Linked DNA regions of Oryctolagus cuniculus: region 1 is linked to region 2. A link is a contact called in public Hi-C data. All regions are on one chromosome and are shown on one strand. Each heading gives the region's core, a stretch centred on a gene start, on an enhancer-like site or on the middle of the called end of the contact. The rest is flanking DNA. Distances are from core to core; before and after follow the strand shown. Region 1 has its middle 65 kb from the start of TXLNB. Region 2 holds the start of TXLNB (taxilin beta).

Region 1 (6,789 bases), core at 833-3,332, 64 kb after region 2:
CACTATTGATTTAAACCAGACCATTTTCTTCTGTTGCTTTTTAAATCTATCTTAGTCATAAATGGAAGGTCCAGGCCAATGCTGTGGCACAGTAGGTTAATCCTCTGCCTGTGGCGCTGGCATCCCATATGGGTGCTGGTTCTAGTCCCGGCTGCTCCACTTCCAATACAGCTCTCTGTTATGGCCTGAGAAAGCAGTATAAGATGGTCCAAGTCCTTGGGCCCCTAAACCCACGTAGGAGACTGGGAAGAAGCACCTGGCTCCTGGCTTCAGATTGACGTAGTTCCAGCCATTGCGGCCATTTGGGGAGTGAACCAACGGACAGAAGACCTTTCTCTCTGTCTTTCCCTCTCACTGTAACTCTACCTCTCAAATAAATAAATAAATAAATAAAATCTTTTTAAAAAAATGGTAGGTCCATACGTTGATGGGACTTTTTCTAAACTCTTCTGTTCAATTGATTTATTTGTCCATGTTCCAATACCACATAGGTGTAGTTACTGAATTTTATATTTTTTTACAAAAAACCCTCAGAGCTGATAATGTAAGTCTTCCTGCTTTGTTTTTCTTCAATATAGTATTAAATATTCTAGACCCTTTTTTTTCCATATACAAAAATCATATTATCAGTTTATATACACACACTCATACAGTTTTCACGGGGATTGGATTTAACTTACAAATCAACTTGGGAAGAACTGATGTTTACAATATTGAGTTTTCTAATCTATGAATGTGGAAAATATATCCATTTATTTAGGTACTCTTTATTCTTCAATAACATTTATAGTTTGCTGGGTGTCTATTTATATTTCATTAGGTTTAATTTTAAGTATCTGGTATTTTGTGATTATACTGAAAAGTGATAATTAAATTCTAATTTTTGCCAGTATAGAGAAATAAAAATACTTCCAATCCAGCTCCCCGCTAACGTACTTGGGAAAGCAGTGGAAGTCCCTAGGGCCCCTAAACCCATGTGGGAGACCCAGAAGAAGCTCCTGGCTCCTGGCTTTGGACTGGCCCATCTTCAACTGAACTAGCAGATGCAGCAGATGGAAGCTCTCTCTCTCTGTCTCTACTCCTCCCTCTCTGTAACTCCACCCTTCAAATAAATAATAAAGATAAATCTTTAAAAAAATCATTGATTTTCTGCCTTTATTCTTTTCTAGCATAGGCATTTAAGACTCCCTAAGAATGACTTTAACCTTGAATTTTGATCTATTACTTTTCTATCGTTCAATTCAAATGTTTTTTATTTTCATTGTGACTTCTTCTTTGTCACATATGTATATTAATTTCTAAACATTTGAAAATTTTGCTTATCTTTTAACAACTATCAATTGATAGTTTAATTCTGCTATAGTCATAGACCATACTTTGTATGATTTAAAAGATTTTTAAGTGTATTTATTTTTCATTTTACTTGTAAGAGTCTCTTTCATAAAAGCACGGCACCCATTCATGAGAGTTCTTGCTTTATGAAGCAATCACCTACCGAATGCCCCTATCTCCTAACACTATCACTTTAGTGGTAGAATTTCAAAATATGAATTTGGGAGAACACATAAACTCAGTCTATAATGTTGGTTAATACTCAGCACCTCTACTTTGGGTTTAGAAAATATGATCACCACAATTTCCCATCTTTTCCTATCAGCTGTCTAACAAGGCCTAACATTCTTATATCAGCAGGAAAACAGAACATTAGGAGTCAATGACCAAGAAGAGTCAGCACACAGCTATAACAAATACAATTCTAGATATTCTAGATTCTTGCTAACTTGTTTCCAAGATAGGGCTGTGAGGGCTGATCATTTTGATGAGATTTCGCAGACCAGTGGCAAGAGGGAAGGCCTGCTTGCTGTGTCAGCCTCCAAGCTGCTGCAGGACATGTCTGCAAGGAACCAGATAACTGGTTCCTAACCTGCTTATTTTAGACCAGTGACGTCTCCAGTCTCACAGATTCCGAAGGCCTTTCCTTTGAACCTGCCTGCAAGCAGGGACAGACAGCAGCAGCTGCCACCACACTGATCATGGGTTTGTGCTGCTGCTGGCCCCAAAAGGCTGCTTGGAGTTGCTGATTTGCATTCCTCCAAGAGCTGCCCGTGTCTGCTCCAAGAGAGAACAGCAGTGCCACCTACTGAGCTGCCAGAGCCTTAGCCAGCACTGCAGCCAGCCCAGGCCTGCTTGTCATAAATGACAGGACTGCCTGAGCCAGCAAACAGGACTAAAAAGCACACTTGGACAGCGATTCCATAGGCCTCCTCTTCTGCCCACTTGAGTGATCGCTTACCACTGCAAGACTGAAAATGCCTCAAGGAAGTCTACTCTGCTCTGAACAAATGCAACTCAAGTACACCTGGGACCCAGGCTGTATTCTCCTTAAGTGATAAACCAGCAAGCCAGCAAATGCAGAGTTAAGCACTGAACACACTTAAGTACTTATCCTGTGCTAGACCCTGGGCAAGGGCAAAAGCACAAAGAAACCACACTAGAGAAGCAGTAGATGGACAACAGACGTAACACCTGCCTTCCACAAGCGATCACGTACACTCAAGGAACTCAGGTGCAATTTACTTCACGTGGAACGTAACCCAAAGGATGGAACTTTCCGTTTCTCCCTAGGTGCTACTGCTCCTGTCACCGGCTTCAGATTAAGAAGGCATGATGACTTCTTCAGTGGTTGGCATTGGTTTTGTTTTGAATCACCAATCAACAAGTAATATATTTGGAATTTTGTTCTCAAAAATAGCTGCTTTGCACATGTCCTAAGCATCTACCTGACCCACCTCTTGGAAAACCTTGCCAGGAGAAGTTTCAAAGTGCTAAATCTATTCCCTGTGCTCATACACTTCTCAAATATGTACACATTGTCATATACAACTTACACATGTTACTAAGTAAGCACCTATTAAGCCAAGAACCCAACACACATTGATCTTTTAGGTATACACTCTGCAGTGGGATTGCTGGATCATATGGCAAGTTGTTTCTAGTTTTTAAAGAAATCTCCATACTGTTATCTACAGTGGCTGCACTAACTTACATTCTCCCCAACAGTGTCTAAGAGTTCTTCTTCCACAACCTTGCCAGCATTTGTTACTCTGTTTTTGATAATAATCATTCCAGCAGAGGTGAAGTGATACCTCATTTTGTTTTTAATTTGCATTTCCCTGATAGCTAGTGATATTGAGCATTTTTTCATATATTTGTTGTCCATTTGTATCGAGAATTATCTATGAAGGTCCTTTGCCTATTTCTTAACTGGATTGTTTTGTTGTTGTTCAGACTTTCGAGTTGATGAAATATTCTGGATATTAATTCTTTGTCTCATAAGTAGCTTACAAACATTTTCTCCCATTCTGTCTCTTCACTCCATTGATTGTTTCCTTTTCTGGTCAAGAAGCCTCTGAGTTTGATAAAATCCTTTTTGTCTAGGTTTGCTTTTGTTGCCTGTGTCTTTGGAGTCTTATTCAAGAATTTATCACCGATAAATGTCTTGAAGTGTTTCCTCTGTTTTCGTTTAGCAGTTGCATAGTTTCAGGTCTTACATTTAAGTCTTTGATCTGTCTTGAGTTGATTTTAGTGTATGGGGAGAGGGAGAGATCCAATTTCATCTTTGCCAGCACCATTTACCAAAAGGACTATCCTTTCTCCAGTGTAAGTTCTTGGCACCTTTGTCAAAGAATCAACTGGCTGTACGTAAATGGATTAATGTCCAGGTTCTTCCTTCTGTTCCATTGATCCATATGCTGGTATTGATTCCAGTATCATGCCATTTGCATTACTATAGCTTTATAGTAGGCTCTGAAATCAGGAATTGTGATACCTCTAGCTTGACTCCTGGCCGCTCAGGGTCACCTTGGCTATTTTGGGTCTTTTTTGATTCCATATGAATTTTAGAATTTTTTTCTAACTCTGTTAAGAACATCATTGGTGTTTTGATGGGGATTGCATTAAATCTATTGATTGCTTTAGGTAGTATAGACATTTTAACTATATTAATTTTTCCAATCTATAAGCAAGGAATATATTTTCATTGTTGTGTGTCCTTGATATGTTCTTTCATCAATGTTTTATAGTCGTCATTGTGGAGAACTTTCACCTATTTGATCAAATATTTTCCTAAATATTTTTGGTAGCTATTGTGAATACAAATTCTTTCTTGATTTCTCTTGCAGAAAGATCATTATTGGTGTATAAAAATGTTAGTTTTTGCATATTGATTTTGTATCCTGTGACTTCACCAAATTGGTTTATCAGTTCTAACAGCTTTTTGGTAGAGTGTTTAGGTTTTTCCATGTACAACACCATGTCATCTGCAAACATAGATATTTTTATTTCCTCCTTTACAATTTCTGTGCCCTTTATTTCCTTTTCCTCCTTAATTGCTCTTTATTTATTTATTTACTTATTTATTTTTATTTTTGACAGGCAGAGTGGACAGTGAGAGAGAGAGAGAGACAGAGAGAAAGGTCTTCCTTTTGCCATTGGTTCACCCTCCAGTGGCTGCCGCGGCCAGCGCATCACGCTGATCCGAAGCCAGGAGCCAGGTGCTTCTCCTGGTCTCCCATGCGGGTGCAGGGCCCAAGCACTTGGGCCATCCTCCACTGCACTCCTGGGCCATAGCAGAGGGCTGGCCTGGAAGAGGGGCAACCAGGACAGAATCCGGCACCCCGATCGGGAATAGAACCCGGTGTGCCAGCGCCACAAGGTGAAGGATTAGCCTAGTGAGCCGCGGCGCCAGCCCTTAATTGCTCTTGCTAATACTTCAATAGCATATTGAATAAGAGTGGTAAAAGTGGACACACCTGTCTTGTTCCACATCTGGGGGAAATGTTTTCAGCTTTTCCCTATTCAATGTGACATTGGCTATTTGTTTTCACATATAGGCTCTAAAATTTTGAGCTATGTTCTTTCTATACCTAATTTGTTGGAGGGTTTTTTTTAATCATGAAGAGATACTGAATCTTATCAAATTCTTTCTGTGCATGTATCGAGATGACCTTAAGTTTTTATTTTTCATTCTGTTGATGTTTATTGATTTTTAAATATTGAACCACCCTTGTTTGAGATAAATCCTACTTGATCATGATATGTGATCTTTTTGATGTAGTGTTGGATTCTATTTGCTAATATTTTCTTGAGAATTCTTGCATCTATGTTCATCAAGGATAATGGGCTATACCTTTCTTCTTTTGTGTTGTGCCCTTGGTTTTGGTATCAGAGTGATGCTGTCCTCATAAAGAGCTTGGCAGAGTTCCAACATTTTCAGTGCTTTGGAATAGTTTGAATATAACTAGTTCCTCTTTAAATGTTTTGAAGAATTCAGTAGTAAAGGGACTGGCGCTGTAGCATAGTAGATTAAAGCATCCACCTGCAGCACCAGCATCCCAAATGGGCACTGATTCGAGTCCCGGCTGCTCCACTTCTGATCCAGCTCTCTGTTATGGCCTGGGAAAGCAGCAGAAGATGGCCCAAATGCTTGGGCCCCTGCATCATGTGGGAGACTGGGGGAAGCTCTTGGCTTCTGGCTCCAGAACATCCCAGTTCCAGCCTCCAGCCATTGCAGCCATTTGGGGAGCAAACCAGCAGTTGGAAGACCTCACTCTCCCCCTCTGTCTGTCTGTAACTCTGCCTCTCAAGAAAATAAAAAAATCTTTAAAAAATGAAGAAGAGGATGAAGAATGGCTTCAGTAGTGAAACCATCAGGTCCTGAGCTTTTCTTTTGTGGGAGACTTTTACTTATTGCTGCAATCTCGTTGCTTGTTATGGGCCTGTTTAGTTCTTCTACATCTTCTTGATTTAACCTTGATAGGTTATATGTATCCAGGTATTTATGCATTTCTTTGAATTTTTCCCAATTTGCTAGCACATAGGTGTTCATAGTAGTTTTGACAGAGACAGGAGAGAGCTGAGGCTGAAGCAGAGTCAGGGACACGGAGGACCTAAGAGACTCAAGCCTGGTGTGCAAGCCTGACATGCAGAGGCACACACCTGGAGCAAAACGCACCGACTACTCAAAAACAAGATAGAGAAACTGAAAACAAAACAGGATGCGGTTACAGCTGAACCCGTCCAGCTCCCAGTACTAACTCCCCAGCGAAGAGAAGGTCATTGGTGACTGACTGACAGGTCTGCAAAACCCTGTTACAAATGTCCTCACGGCATGGAAGGTATAAACCCCCAGACGACTCCTTCTCAGTGGCCACCTCATCCGGGATCCCTCTCAGCACTGCCGGCAGCTTTTCCTTTTGCTTTTCGCTCAGCAAACATTCCTTTCTGCTCACCCTCCATTGTCCATATGGCTTGTTCTTCCTCTCTGGGAGACAAAAACCCAGCAGACCAAAAGCCTTGCAATGCAAAAGACCTATAACATTTCTATAAAGAAAAAACTGCAACAGTATCTTACCATCCTTTGTAACTCCTGTGTTAGTTGTAATGTCTCCTTTTTCATCACTAATGCTACTTACTTTTTTCTCCTTTTCTTCTTTGTCTGGCTAAAGGGTTGTCTCTTTTGTTTATCTTCTCAAAAAAAAAAAAATAAAAATAAAAGGCAGCTTTTTGTTTTGTTGGCTTTTGTTTTTTCAGCTTCAATTTCATTTATTTCTGCTCTGATTCTCATTATTTCCCACTGCCTGCTAATTTGGGATTTGATTTGTCCTTGTAGTTTTAAAATCTATTTATTTGAAAGAGTGACAGAGAAGGAAGGAAGGGAGAGAGGGAGAGAGGGAGAGAGGGAAGGAGGAAGGGAGGGAGGGAGGAAATTGATCAAACTTGTATTTGCTG
Region 2 (6,368 bases), core at 1,745-4,244:
AGCTTAGTTCTCACAGTCCTGGAAGTTCAAGAAAAGGTGCAGCCAGATTCTGTTTCTAGCGAGGGCCCATTTCCTCACAGCCATCGTCTCACTATAATCGCATACAGCACAAGGCCAGGGAGTTTCTCCAAGAGCTCTTTTTTTTTTTTTAACTTTTATTTAGTAAATATAAATTTCCAAAGTACAGTTTATGGATTACAATGGCTCCCGCCCCATAACTTCCCTCCAACTCGCACCCCTCCCATCTCCCGCTCCCTCTCCCATTCCATTCACATCAAGATTCATTTTCAATTATCTTTATATACAGAAGATCGATTCAGCATATATTAAGTAAAGATTTCATCAGTTTGCACCCACACAGAAACACAGAGTATAAAAATACTGTTTCAGTACTAGTTATAGCATTACTTCACATTGGACAACACATTAAGGACAGATCCCACATGAGGAATAAGTACACAGTGACTCCTGTTGTTGACTTAACGATTTGACACTCTTGTTTATGGCGTCAGTAATCTCCCTAGGCTCTAGTCTTGAGTTGCCAAGGCTATGGAAGCCTTTTGAGTTCGCTGACTTTGATCTTATTCAGACAGGGTCTTAGTCAAAGTGGAAGTTCCCTCCTCCCTTCAGAGAAAGGTACCTCCTTCTTCCCCAAGAGCTCTTATAAGGGCCATAATCCCATTCATGAGGGCGCTACTCTCATAGCCTAATCATGATCTCTCAAAGACCCGCACTCGCTTCTGTCATCACTGGGGAGTTCGGATGTCAGTGTATGAACTCGGGGGCATACAAACATCCAGCTCATAGCAAGCAATAAAGGATGTGTCAGTATCAAATTAAATCATAGCAGGTGACACAAGTGAAACATCTGTAATAATCTGAATGGGCCAAGTCTTGAAGAAACTGTATCACTTTTTAAAGCTTTATTTTATTTTATTTGAAAGACAGAGTATCAAAAAGAGAGGGAAAGACAGAGAAAGAAAAATCTTCTATATGCTGGTTCACTCCTCAAATGGCTATAACAGTTGTGGCTTGGCCAGGCTAGAGCCAGGAGCCTGGGACTTCATTCAGGTCTTCCACATGGCAGGGGCCCCAGTACTTGGGCCATCTTCTGCTGCTTTCCCAGGCACATTATCAGGGATCTGGGCTCAATATGGCACCACAGGCAGTATTTTAACCAACTGTGCCTCAAGACCAGCACCTTGAGTCACTTCTTATAGAAAAACACCATGAACTCAAAAGGACCAACAGTCAGCACCAATATTCATGTTGCAAGTTGCACCTTGGACTCTGCACAACATTATTGCCAGAAAAAAAGTAATATTGGTAATTTAATTGCATTTATTGGTTTTATACTATATAATTACTGTAAGGATAAGAAACATCTATTTTCATATTAGTATATATTAGTCCAAATAATAATTTAGTTCAATCATAGAATGAATTTTTCCCTTTAAATTAAATTCAACATTATTTAAACTATTCTGTTAAAAAAATGTGCATAAATTTGAGAAGCACTGACTCATTTACTGACAAATCTCATTAGGTCAATTTTCTACAATCAGGTTGTAGCATTCACTAAGTGCTCATTAACGTTAGAAGGAAATACCTTTTTCTTTCATCGATTTTAGTTCACTAACTTTATTACCATGATGCAGTAAACGGCTTCATTGTTGAAATCACCCAGATTTCTTTTCCCTGACCTCTATTTATTAGTTATGCTCACCTATATATAATTTATGCCTCCCCTGACCTCAGAGAAAGGAGTAGGAAAACGCTTGAGAGGGTGCAATGTTTTGGGTTTCCTATTGCTGCCATAACAATTTACTATAAATTTAGCAGCTTAAAAAAAAAACTTACTATCTTATGCTTCTGTAAGAAACCCAAAAGGAGCTAAATGGGGCTAAAATCCACATGCCAGCAGTACTGCATTTTTCTGGAGGCTGCAGAGGAGAATCCATTTCCCTGCCTTTTCCAGTGTCTAGAACCTCCCGCATTCCTTGGTTCACTGCCACACATCACGCTGATCTTTACTGGTCATCAATCTTCTTTTCTAAGTCTGATCCTCTCACCTTCCTCTTACAATTATGAGAACCCTGTGGTTCATAATCCAGAACCATCTCCCCACGCCAAGACCTTAATCTAAGGCAAAATTGTTTTTGCCTTGTCAAGTTACGTGCACAGAACAGGGATTAGGATATGGACATCTTTTGGATGGCATTATTTGGTCTACCACAAGGAGTGCCACTTGGTCCATCCTGTCCCCAAAGCAGAAAGTCTCATAGAAGGATCTGCTTTGGAAAAGTAGGAACACATTCCCTGGGAACTGAAAGAAAAGGGCAGTAAATGTAAGACAGCATTTTACAGTGTGTGGGAATGAGGTTCTTTTTCTGAGGAAGATTGAGGAGCACACAGGGGCTTTGAAAGGGGTGGACACGCTGCTCTGCGAGGTGAGAAAACCCCACTAAGAAGATAAAGCAGACTGCTTTCCTAAGGGCCCGAGATGTGGTAGTCTCCTGGGAAGGACTCTCTGAGGACATGCCAGTCACCATGCACATGAAGATTACTCCCAGCTCCAAAACGCTCACTTCACTGCTATTGCACATTTGCAAACAGCGCAACTGTAGCGTCAGAATTAACGTGGCTCTACCACCTTTTCGGTATGCCCTTGTTTTCTGCTTTGCAGGATTCCTCCAGCATGAAACCTGACACTAATTAGGCTAGCCCCAAGTAGGAAAATAAAGATGATGAACCACAACCCACTCTGGAGATAAACCAAGGAAAACGGATCTCTGCCCAAAAGAACAACAGTGAAAAATCGTATTTGCCAAGGGGCTATCTACTAAGAGTTTAAATTTTTAGAAGAACAAAACGTGGAGAGTCTGATAAGATCTGCCAGCTACTGCTGTTTTCTCAGATATTTGCCAGGGCCACAGCCACTGAAGCTTGGGTGGATTTCTCTCTTGCTGTGTCATAAGATGTTCCTCTCCCCACCCCCACCTCCTCCCTCCTGCTGCCTCCACCAGTGCCTGTGTGTGTGTGTGTGCGCGCGCACGAGTGTGTATTTGGTTTCTCTCTCCCCTGTAAGAACACAGTCCGCCCGCCTTCTCCTGCTGTTGCTGCCGCTCTGACTTGCTCTTTGCTGCTGCTTTCCTCTCTTTCTCTTCCTGCTTAAGCTCCCTGCCTTCTGGTAAGTATGACAAACACTCCCCCAAGCCCTGTGAGATGTAGGGAGTGGTTTGTGGTGCTCGAAACTTGCAACTTTGAGACTGCCAGTGAACTGTTGAAGAACTTTCCATTGTTGCATTTATAATTAAAATGTGTGGCTCAGGAAGGGATGTGTGAGTGCTGGGACTGCCAGCACAAGTGAAATATGCTCTCAGAGGAGGGGAGGAAAGGGCAACACAGTTCACATAGATGAAAGTGAAAATTAAATTCTTTGACATAAAAATAATTTATATAAAAGGGTCCTTTAAAACTAACAATGTTTTTTCCTCTTGTTGATTTGTCTTGAGTCTACTTTTAGAAATTGAGTTGTCCTGTGGTTAATGACTCAGTTATTCTGCCTTAAAGTAAATGTGGAAAAGGAGTTTAAAGAATATTTGTGGAATTAAAGACATCAATGATAATGACATCTGAAGAATGAAGAATAAATCAAATACAAACAAAACATGTGCATGTAGACTAACCACAGTAAAACTCCATACACAGTCGGTTTTAAATTCTTGATTGAAATTCGCTTTCATTTTGATTTGATTTGATTTGATTCTAATATGGGTTCCCAACATTTTAAAACTCACATATGGTCTTAAGTCACTAAATACATACTGTTTTAATTTGATTTAAAAATTATTCTCTTGAATGCCCAAGGATGACGTGCTAAATGCCATGACTCATTTTAGAATAGCTTAAAATAACTTCTGACTGGACAGCAGGTGCCATGTGTCTTTGAGTTTAGAGGAAGCATAAGTTATATATAGATGAGTGTGCCTAACAAGTGGAGATCAAGATCAAGAGATTCCAATGAGGAAAACAAAGAAGCTGTCTACTACATACATTATCTGATCATCAAATTGGTGAATTAAAATTGGTGAAAGAAAAAAAGAACTTCCTTCTAACTTAATGAGTACTTGGTGAGAGCAACAAGTAGGTGGCAATGTCTAAGCTCTGGCTTTTCCTTTCTCGCTGGTGTCCAAACATCTGACACCCACTGCCCTGAGAATGAGGGAAGGGGGCTGTGCCGTTGATACAAGAGTATGTTTTTGTTCTCACTTTCACATGACCATAGCAGCAAAACCTATGAATGATGAGGATCGTGCCATATTTTATGGTCATAAGTAGCATCATCAGCATTAAATATTATTTACAGATAAAATGTTCCATCACTTAATGAACTAACACAAACTGATTGCAAATCTAGAAATGGTAGTAGCCAGACACCCTACAGTAATCTTCCACACAACTTTGTTCCTCACTCCTCATTTCTTAAGAACTTGTGTTATACTTACATTATTTTCCTAGTTCATTCCTTCCCTGCTTTTTTACTTGATATATAATAAAAATGATTGGCCGACGCCATGGCTCACTAGGGTAATCCTACGCCTAGCGGCGCCGGCACACCAGGTTCTAGTCCCGGTCGGGGAGCCGGATTCTGTCCCGGTTGCCCCTCTTCCAGGCCAGCTCTCTGCTGTGGCCAGGGAGTGCAGTGGAGGATGGCCCAAGTGCTTGGGCCCTGCACCCCATGGGAGACCAGGAGAAGTACCTGGCTCCTGCCATCGGATCAGCGCGGTGCGCCGGCCGCAGCGCCAGTCGCAGCGGCCACTGGAGGGTGAACCAAAGGCAAAGGAAGACCTTTCTCTCTGTCTCTCTCTCTCTCTCACTGTCCACGCTGCCTGTAAAAAAAAAAAAAAAAAAAAAAAAAAAAAATTATTAAGTTTCCCTAGAGTTACTTGCCTTGGAATAGAAAGTGATAATCTGCTTTCTTCTAAAAGAAAGCCGATTTTTATAGAGGAATAAAAAGTTATTGTAGAAATTTAAGAAATTGCTATTATTATAAGCATTACCATGTTTCCATATTGGTTGGTTTATTTACACCTTCCCTTATTCCACGTCTTATTACAAAAATGATGCTAGAATGAATTTCAGGAAAAATATTTTTGCTGATTGACAATTAATAACATGTTGCTCATCTGGGAAAAAGAAAATACTAGAAAGGCAAGAATATCTCCTGAATCACTAGAATAATTCATTTACATCCAACCATCTGTACTAATCAACTCTTTACTTACAGGTCAATATAAAGTTAGGGGCATTATTGTTATGAATCATTTAAAGTTAATTGGCTATTGTATTAAGTAATTTAACTTTGAATGAAAACTAATACCACTTAAAATTAAACATATGAAATGTATATACCTGTGTACTTCCAATGATTGTGAATCTACACATATTCATAAAAGAAAATGGTAACATTGGATCTTCTAAGCAAATGACAAATATGTCACGAAAAACAATACTTTGGTAATGTTAATAATAAGGTATACTGAAAACTAAAACCATAAATATGCTAGTAGTATGACTCCATCTGGAAAAATGGCTTCCCACTGTTTCTACCTAACTAATTGTAACAGCAATGATTTGTAAAAGTACATTCACTCTATGTTAGAAACCATAATTAGTTGATGCTCAATTTGCTCACATAACTTAGTGAACTACACAAAACCTAACTATGCTTACCACTTGATACTACACACAGTATGGAGATTAATCACGCTGAACAGCTCTCAGCAGAACAGTCCACACCTCCAGAGGACAGTTCTTCATCACCTAGGCAGAATGGCCTTGAGAAGCAAGATGGTCAGAATTCCCCAACCCTACTCCAAGCACCACAGCAAGAGGCAAGTGTGCACCCTGAAAAGGGGACTCACGACATCTCTGAAGAGTTAAACCGTCAACTGGAAGACATCATCAACACATACGGGTCTGCTGCCAGTACAGTGGGCAAAGAGGGAGCTCCCAAGGCCAAGGAGCAGCCTGCAAATGCAGAAGCAGCCGACCATGAGGATGGAGACTGTGAGGAGAACGCTGGAGAGGCTGACAGAGAACCTGCTGCTTCTGGAGACCCAGCCACAGTTAAAGAGCCAATCAGCAATAAAGAGCAAAAATTGGAAAAGAAAATCCTAAAAGGATTAGGCAAGTAGTTATGTTCTAACATGACTTTTCTTTGAATTATTCCTAAGAGGGGCACTTTCTCCAAACTCCACTAAAACCCACATCTAATATTTGCATCTCCTTCAGATCTTCCCACAGGCTCTCTTGTTCCCAGCCCCTTTCCCACAATAGAGTTTAAGTGAACTTTTTAACATATT

The links. Hi-C and Micro-C count contacts between places; a contact is called where the count stands out from the background.
Region 1: a Hi-C map of psoas muscle shows a contact between it and region 2, with 1.8 times the contacts expected there. The contact joins the enhancer-like site here to the promoter of TXLNB in region 2. A contact is called at or near these places in 2 of 6 Hi-C or Micro-C datasets (psoas muscle and an unstated tissue).

The regions. Positions count from the first base shown.
Region 1 is chr5:29,613,184-29,619,972 of mOryCun1.1, forward strand. No RefSeq gene overlaps it. Among named protein-coding and RNA genes, the nearest start is that of TXLNB, 65 kb to the left of the region's middle. Within about 2 kb of position 2,083, at least 1 of the 8 cell types and tissues checked has an H3K27ac peak or open chromatin away from gene starts, as enhancers often do.
Region 2 is chr5:29,548,613-29,554,980 of mOryCun1.1, forward strand. TXLNB (taxilin beta) reads left to right here and starts at 2,995. Exons shown (of 11, transcript XM_070073497.1): 1 at 2,995-3,190; 2 at 5,756-6,192. The coding sequence starts at 5,757.